Linked DNA regions of Pan troglodytes: region 2 is linked to region 1. A link is a contact called in public Hi-C data. All regions are on one chromosome and are shown on one strand. Each heading gives the region's core, a stretch centred on a gene start, on an enhancer-like site or on the middle of the called end of the contact. The rest is flanking DNA. Distances are from core to core; before and after follow the strand shown. Region 1 has its middle 78 kb from the start of MIR205. Region 2 has its middle 180 kb from the start of MIR205.

Region 1 (3,902 bases), core at 936-3,435:
AACTTTGAAGTCGGCAGTGGTGGACTAACTCAGCCATCCCCTTTCACACTGCAGTCATTGTTGAGGGCCTACTGATGCAGAGACTATGTTCAGTATGTAATGGCAAATACCACTTTACCCCCGACTTTCCCTCAAGGAGCTTACTGTCAAGATGAGAAGACAGGGCAATGCTTCAAGTCACAAGTGGTGACCCTAGTTTGCCTGACCTTCATCAATAGATAGGTGGGATGACACAGAGTCACTTGGACCTAAGGATGTCCTGAAAAGGCCCAGTGAGAATTCATCAAGCCTCCGGTGTGTACTCATTTTTTGTTAGTGTTGGGCAAATGGACTGTTTGCAGAATATTATCTTAAAGCTAATTAACATCTTAGTGGTCAAAGGAATTTTCCATTTGCCTCTTGGATATCCAATCCCAGTCCTTGCAAGAGGAAATTTCAATGCCTACAAAAGCATAATGTTCAATATAGCACTGGAATTTAAACCTGAACTTCACTGTCAAAATGTAATATTGTCATCCTTTGCATTGCGGAATTATTTCTACTTTATAAAGAGTGTTCTATTTGGAGACTATCTCATCTTCATAGAATTTAGCCATAGAATCAATTTCCAAATATAATTTATTAACCTCAATTTACACATGAAGTAACTGAGGTCCAGAAAAGTTGTTCAAGACCACACAAAAATGGTGAGCAGAGGCAGGCCTCGGACCCAGGGCCCTCCAACTCCCTATCCAGGCAGGGAGATGAATGTGTCAACTGCAGTCATCTGACATCAAGGTAAGAGGATGTGATTAATGGCTGTTTGCCAAGTATCCACAGATCCTAGGAGAAAAACACATTATACAAGTGCAACATATTAAGCTAATTAGTACAAGGGAAATTCCTTGAAGATGGCATTTCAAACAGAAGCTCTCTTTAGAGGTTCCCCAAACAGTAGGTAGCTCTGTAAAGCCAGTTTTTCCCGTGGTGCAGAAATCATAACCACAGTTTGGTCATGCATCTCGCTCAACACAGAGACCTGAATAGAATAAGAAACTGCTTTCAACTCACAGCGAGATGGGTTAGAGACTGAACATTTGCCCTAAACCTGCTTCACTGTAAATAAAACCAAGCTTTAACTCCAACTAAGGCTGGGTACTCTGGACAGGGGAGATAATGTAGAAATAATTGACGCTGATTTCCAGGAGAGATGGGGGCAAATAAAGGAATGTTTGTTGAATACCTACTGTGTGCTAGGCATTTTGCATGGATCCTAGCACTTTGTACTCACCACATCTTATGAGGAAAGGACGATTGTATTCTTCTAAAGGATGAGGTGGTCTTGCAGAGGTTAACAAATGTGCTCTAGGTCACATAGGCAGTAAGTAGCAGGCTCCCAACCTGCATCCAAGTACATCTGACCAAAAGCCCACGTTTTTCCCATTCTCAAGTCTAAGACAAGCCAGTCATTGAGATGATGCTGAGAAAGAAGAGAGTCACATCTTAGAGAGAAATTTACCTCTGGCCCTAATTTTCCACAGTAGGACCAGCTATATAACATATATGGAGCCCAGTACAAAGTAAATATGAAAGACTCCTTGTTCAAGAAGTATTAAGAATTTCAAGACAGTGACAGCAGAATATGAAATCAAAGATAGGGACCTGCTGAACACCAGGCAACGTACAACTGCACAGATTGTATGGCTATGAAGCTGGCGCTGCACCACTGAATCTGAAGGAATGAACAAGTGAGAAGGCAAGAGTCTTGGAGTTGGGGATGAATCTGGAAATTCATCCTCTGAAACAACTTCTGTGTGCTCCACAAGAGCCTCATATCTCACCAAGGACCTATTCACACACGTGTGAGCACGCGCGCGCGAGCGCACACACACATACAGGCAGGCACACGCGCTGCCTAGGGGAACTCACAGATCAAGACTGATAAAAATTACACGGCAAGGCCCTGGGGGCAATTGTAATCCTTTTTCTAATCTCGGGAAGATTCGAAATAGCATCCCGGTGACACAGCGAATGAGAGAACATCACCCCTATTGCAGCTGTCACTTGTATCTGCAATCGGGTGAATTACAGAGATTAGCCACGTCCAAGAATTACTGCACTTTTTGCATGGTTCTGTGCATGGCCCTTCTTAAGGTGGAATTGCTCAGGTTTGTACTCAGCCTCTGGAGAAGACTTAGGAAGTTCCGTGCTGCCACCTAGTGTTCAGAAGCAGGTGCAGGAGAAACCGCTGAAGGCCTCACTACTTCTGTAGGGGCTGGAGCCTTCCCAGAAGCCACATAGAAGAACGCTGCAAAGCTTTCCTGGGCCTCAGGCAAGCTTATTTTAGAGGTCGCAACCTGCATTACTTCAAAGACACTAAAATGCACCCACATCCCACATTAAATAAATTTACATGTAGCTAAGAGTTGAGTTGCTTTTGAGTTAGTTGGCATGTTTTGTAGACAGTAGTTAAACATTGGTTTTCTTTTTGAATTATGGATCCAATGTGAGGGTTTTTTGTTGTGGTGGGGAGGAGGGCTTTTTCATATTTTCCTAAGAAAAATATTTGAAAAGCTCCTCGGCCCTAAGCTTGGTGCCTTTACTGGCCGCTACAGTAGGTAGACAGGAAAGCAGAGGAAGGCCATAGAAGAGAAAACATTGGAGATATTTGCATCTGGTTGCCTCTGGGGATCAGTCCACTACAAGCACTAGTCTTTAGTTATGTCCATGTAAAGTTGCAGCCTTGGGCTGCTGAATTTATGTAGAAGAGTCACAGGCAAACTGTGGCCAGGATCTATCACAACTTAGTATCAAGATTTTGTTTTTTATTTTATTTTATTTTTATTTTTTTGAGATGGAGTCTCGCTCTGTCACCCAGGCTGGAGTGCACTGGCACAGTCTCGGCTCACTGCAAGCTCCGCCTCCCGGATTCAAGCGATTCTCCTGCCTCAGCTTCCTGAGTAACTGGGATTAAAGGCATGCACCACCAGCACATCCGACTAATTTTTGTATTTTTAGTAAAGATGGGGTTTCGCCATGTTGATCAGGCTGTTCTCCAACTCCTGACCTCAAGTGATCTGCCTGCCTCACCCTCCGAAAGTGCTGGGATTACAGGTGTGAGCCACCGTCCCCGGCCCCAAGATTTTATTTTAAAATAACAAAAACAAGAAACTCCTGGTCAGGTGTGCTGCCTAATGCAATTCCCAGAAAAGGCCCCTGTCCTCCCACAGCTCTGTGAGCTGCTGACAGGCAAGAAGCCAATGACAAGTTTCATGTCCTTCCTTCCCTGAATCCCTCCAGGGAATGAAGAGAAGAGGGTGTGGAGAATGACTTTTAATTACATCAGACCATAAATGCTGAAACCCCTTGCACAGCTCTTGGAACAGAGACACAACATGCAAATGTTAATCCCCTGCTTCTCCCGCCTGGATTGTGCCTCTGCTTAGCAGGGACGGGCAACTCCTTGGTATACGAGCACAGAGGCAAAACCAGGAGGTGCAAACATAACCAGCTTCATTTAAATGAGGACAAACTGGAGCAGGAAAAGAACCGGCAAATTCATGTTGGAAGAAGCTACAGCCGGCATAGCTAGCATCCTGCTGTCTCGCACAGCTGAAGGAAATCTATGTTGATCACCTTGTTACTTATGGATGGGTTTTATAATCCTGCACCTTTGTGGATTTAAGATTTCTGTAGATTTAGGGCCGGGTTTTATTCTACCAATTAGTCTTTCTTTTCCTCCCTCCCATTATGTGTTCTTCAAGCTCTTTAATTTTATCTTCAACTGCACTGGCCGAGACCATTTCCCCCATTAACTATTTGTGATCACAGTTTACTGCAAGCCTGCTTGACCCAGCTTATATCTAAGAATTATGGGGTCATGTGATTCAGAGTTGGGAGAGAATAGAATCCAACTCCCTCCA
Region 2 (3,902 bases), core at 931-3,430, 100 kb before region 1:
TCTTTTACAATTTAGATTTTTTTGGTTGACCTTTTGTACTAGTCTGTGTTCTTCAGAGAAATAGACCAATAGGATATGTATGTGCATGTGTGTAAAATACGTATTATATATATTATATGTAATATACATTATAATTCTATATATTATGATATACAGCTAATTGTTATTTTATATATATTATATATTCATATGTATAATATATTATATATTCATATATATTACATATTCATATGTATAATATATATTATATATTCATATGTATTATATATTATATGTTATATAGTCATATGTATAATACATATTATATATTGTATATTCATATGTATAGTATATATTACATATAAATAAAATAAGAAATTAGCTCATGCAATTATGGAGGCTAAGTCCCAAGATCTGGAGTGGCAAGCTGCCCCAGGAGAGCCAATGTTGTAAGTTCCAATCCAAATGCCAGCAGCCTCAAGACCCAGGAATAGCCAATGTTTTAGTTTGAATCCAACATCAGGAAACAAACAATGTCCCAGCTCAAAGGCAGTCAGGCAGGCAGGGGGAATTCTCTCTTACTCTAGGCAGGGTCAGCCTTTTTGTTCTATTCAAGCCTTCAACAGATCAGATGGGGCTAGCACACATTAGCAAGGACAATCTGCTTCCCTCAGTCTACCGATTCAAATGTTAATCTCTTTCAGAAACACCTTCACAGACACACTCATAATAATATGTGACCAGGTGTCTAGGCACCCCACAGTCCAGTCAAGTGGACAGATGAAATTAACCATCATATCCATATTGTTCCCTAGAGCTACTTTGATGGATAGGGGCTATGAATTTGTTTGTCCGGATTTTTTTTTTTTTTGGGGGTCTCTTCTCTCTGAATTCCTCTTCTTAGAAAGAAAAGTCACCATGAGCAGACAGAGAAGAAACTCATGCCACCTTCATTTGGCGACCAGTTTCCAGAAGTCGTCTGGCAGAGACCATGTGATCTTCTTTCAGGGCTGTGCCAGGGAGACCCCTCTACTGGATGGGAGCCTAGGCTACAGGGTCAAGAATTGTCCAACTCTGAGAGTCTGTGTACCTTGATAAATTTGCTCTTTCTGGGTCCTTTTCTTCTTATTTTATGTGAAGGAAGCTTCAGAGCTCAGTGATGGTGAGGCATTTGTTTTGGCTATTCAACTTCTTCCCCAAACTGGAAGGGTATTTTTTAAGGGTGTAGTAAAGTGCAGTCTAAGAATACAGCCTTTGTCATTAGTCAGAGCCGAAGCTAAATTTCAGCTCTGCCAACTGCTAGGTATGTGAGTGAGTTCCTTAATCTCTGTAATACTCACAGGATTGTTGCAGATCGAAGTGTTAATGTATAAGAAGCAAGCACTTATGATGGTGCCTGCCAGGTGGTTAGCATCAAATAAGTCTTCACTGGTACTGTTATAACAGAAGGCAGGCCCATTTCACCTGTATCAGTCACTGCCTACAGCCAATAATCAGGCCAAGAGGTCCTTTGTTGCCACCTAGTGGCCATTAATTGCACTACACCACATAGCTAAACCTAACTAAATGCAAATACAAACGCAACTTAGGTGTCTAAATGAAAGAAAAGGCAGGGTAAGATTACGTACCAGTGAAACTACCACCTTCACCCTAGGAAGCTTGATTTTTAGCCTTCTGCTGCTTGGTGACAGGAGCTGCCTCCTCAAGAAAGCACTGATGCATGCACAACGAGATGAAGAACATTTTTTGTTATAAATTGGAAAGTTTATTTTATTATTTTTTTAGAATCTATTTACAAGATTAGGAAAATGTATGGAAAGGTGGGTAGAGAGATAAGCATGTGTTCGGATTAAATAGACCACAGGCCAATGCAGCATGGAAGAAAAGACTTCAGTGACGGATTGTCTGGAGCCCACACAGGGGTTTTCAATAAAATCCAGGCCAAAGTGCCTTAGGCACACTGTGTTGAAGGTTTTAGCAAACCCGAGCAGAGAGCAAGCTTCCAACTCACCTCACTTCCTTCCTCCCTTGCTCCCAAGCTCCACAGAGACATCGTTTAGGGAAAAAATAGTTAGGTAGTCTCCTTCCATTTCTCCAAATGTCAAAGTGAAGTCCAACAGAAAGCAATTAACAGATGTCTGCCCAGCAGAGAGTGTGGGAGTACCAGTCAGCAATGAGCACAAGGCATATCTTAGCATATCACAGGGTGGCCCCATTTACTCCCCATTAACCAGCTAAAAATAGCCTCTCTACTTCCTCAGCTTTCTGTCTTTATTAGAATCAGTCCCAACAGTTTAGCTCTTTCCCCTTGAAAGCTTCCTTAAACAAGTGGCAAGTGAGAGAACTAAATGTGGACTCCGCTCAGGTGCAAATTTCCCCAGGGAATTTCTAGCCCCTCCCTGCAGGTAACCCACCACCAACTATTCCTAAAATCTTACCCCAGGCCCCACTCAGCCAGCCCCCATACCAGAGGCAGGATAATAACCAAACTGTCCCTGGAGAGGGACCAGAGTTGGTTGTTGGGGAGAGATTATATGTGGTTAGATAGCAAGATCTTATTTGTGACATTAAATGAGCAAACCATAAAGCATCTAAAATGATTAATTTCTCACTGGCGCTGTCAGTGAGCTGTCATCAACTGACAGTTCTGTCATAAGTGTCATTTTTAATGTCACAAGTCTATTCCCCATCAATGTCATTAAACAATTATGTTTGGTTTATAAAAAGAAAGGGGGAGGGAGGGGGGATGCGTGGAAAGCCATATGTAATGCTTAAGCGATTATATACTTTGCTGTTCCTGGATGGCAGTCCCCGCCAACAATTAAATCTTACTTGATTTGTTCATTTAGGCAAATTATCAATTATTTGGAGGCGTCAGCCTGGGTAATTTTTTCCTCTCCACTGGCAGCAGCCACGGTGCCCTGCCAGGATTGATATCAACAGGATGGAGACAGAGCTTTGATAATGAGCCCTCTCAGAGCCTGAGACTGCAGCTCTGCTCTCTCTTTTTTTTGTGTTGGACTGTTGTGTTTTCTTTGTCAGTGTTTGGCATATGGGTGAGACGGCTAATTTTGTGAGCTGTTTAAATGGAGATAGCTCTTCTAATAAGTATGCTTCCTCCTCCTTCCTTTTAAACATTTTGGTAAATATAACCTGTTAGGCAGCTACCCCCTCACTTCTTCTCTTCTACCTTGGTTTTTCTTCATGCTAGTTATGCCGGGGCCACATTGCTCAACTCCCACTCCTGCCCCAGGTATCTGCTACGCATCTGTTTCAATGGATATGTTCACCAGAACAGCAATACCAATGACCCTTTCTGATTACTCTGTAGCATCAATAGAGAAACAGATGTATGTGGTGGGGAGGAGTCTAGCCTGGGTGAAGATTTAAGACCAGACTTTGTGAGAATGAAAAAGTGAAAGGCAGGAGGACACTCTTGCATTCTACAAAGGGATCCCTTTCTGCACTAGGGTTTCTGGGGTCAGGCCTAGAAAGAGTAGGTTTCTTTCTAAAGCGTTAAGGAGCAGGCCAGGGAGGGCCTGAAACATTTATTAAAAAAGAGACCCTTATATAGAATGCCGTCTGGGCAATTGTCATTTACACCTTGAGTCCTCATATAGATCTGACTCTTTCCTGGTGGATTCCAGAAACTGGTACATAACTGTACTTGGTTCAGTTTTGTGACTTTGGCTTCTTGTTGGCATCTGGGGTGGACATCTGTTGTTTTTGCCTGCCAGCATCTTTGCTCTTCTGTAAAGAAGACTCCTGATTTTCCTGGCGGAATCATTTCTTGCTCACTCTCAGACCATGTACTTTGGGTGTGGTTGGCCCCACTCCAGGCTCCAGGGGTGAACAACTGGCTAAGGCATGATCCATAAAGACATCCTATTCCCCTGGCCACAGTAATTAGTTCAGAGAAGGAA

What was found. A called contact is a pair of places that touch in the nucleus more often than the background predicts.
Region 2: a Hi-C map of induced pluripotent stem cells shows a contact between it and region 1, with 2.2 times the contacts expected there. The contact joins two enhancer-like sites. A contact is called at or near these places in 2 of 7 Hi-C or Micro-C datasets (induced pluripotent stem cells and stem cell-derived neural progenitor cells) and 1 of 1 other capture datasets (stem cell-derived neural stem cells).

Annotation. Positions count from the first base shown.
Region 1 is chr1:39,757,679-39,761,580 of NHGRI_mPanTro3-v2.0_pri, reverse strand. No RefSeq gene overlaps it. Among named protein-coding and RNA genes, the nearest start is that of MIR205, 78 kb to the right of the region's middle. Within about 2 kb of position 2,185, at least 3 of the 24 cell types and tissues checked have an H3K27ac peak or open chromatin away from gene starts, as enhancers often do. A contact at or near this core is called in induced pluripotent stem cells, where this site is marked.
Region 2 is chr1:39,860,684-39,864,585 of NHGRI_mPanTro3-v2.0_pri, reverse strand. No RefSeq gene overlaps it. Among named protein-coding and RNA genes, the nearest start is that of MIR205, 180 kb to the right of the region's middle. Within about 2 kb of position 2,180, at least 6 of the 24 cell types and tissues checked have an H3K27ac peak or open chromatin away from gene starts, as enhancers often do. A contact at or near this core is called in induced pluripotent stem cells, where this site is marked.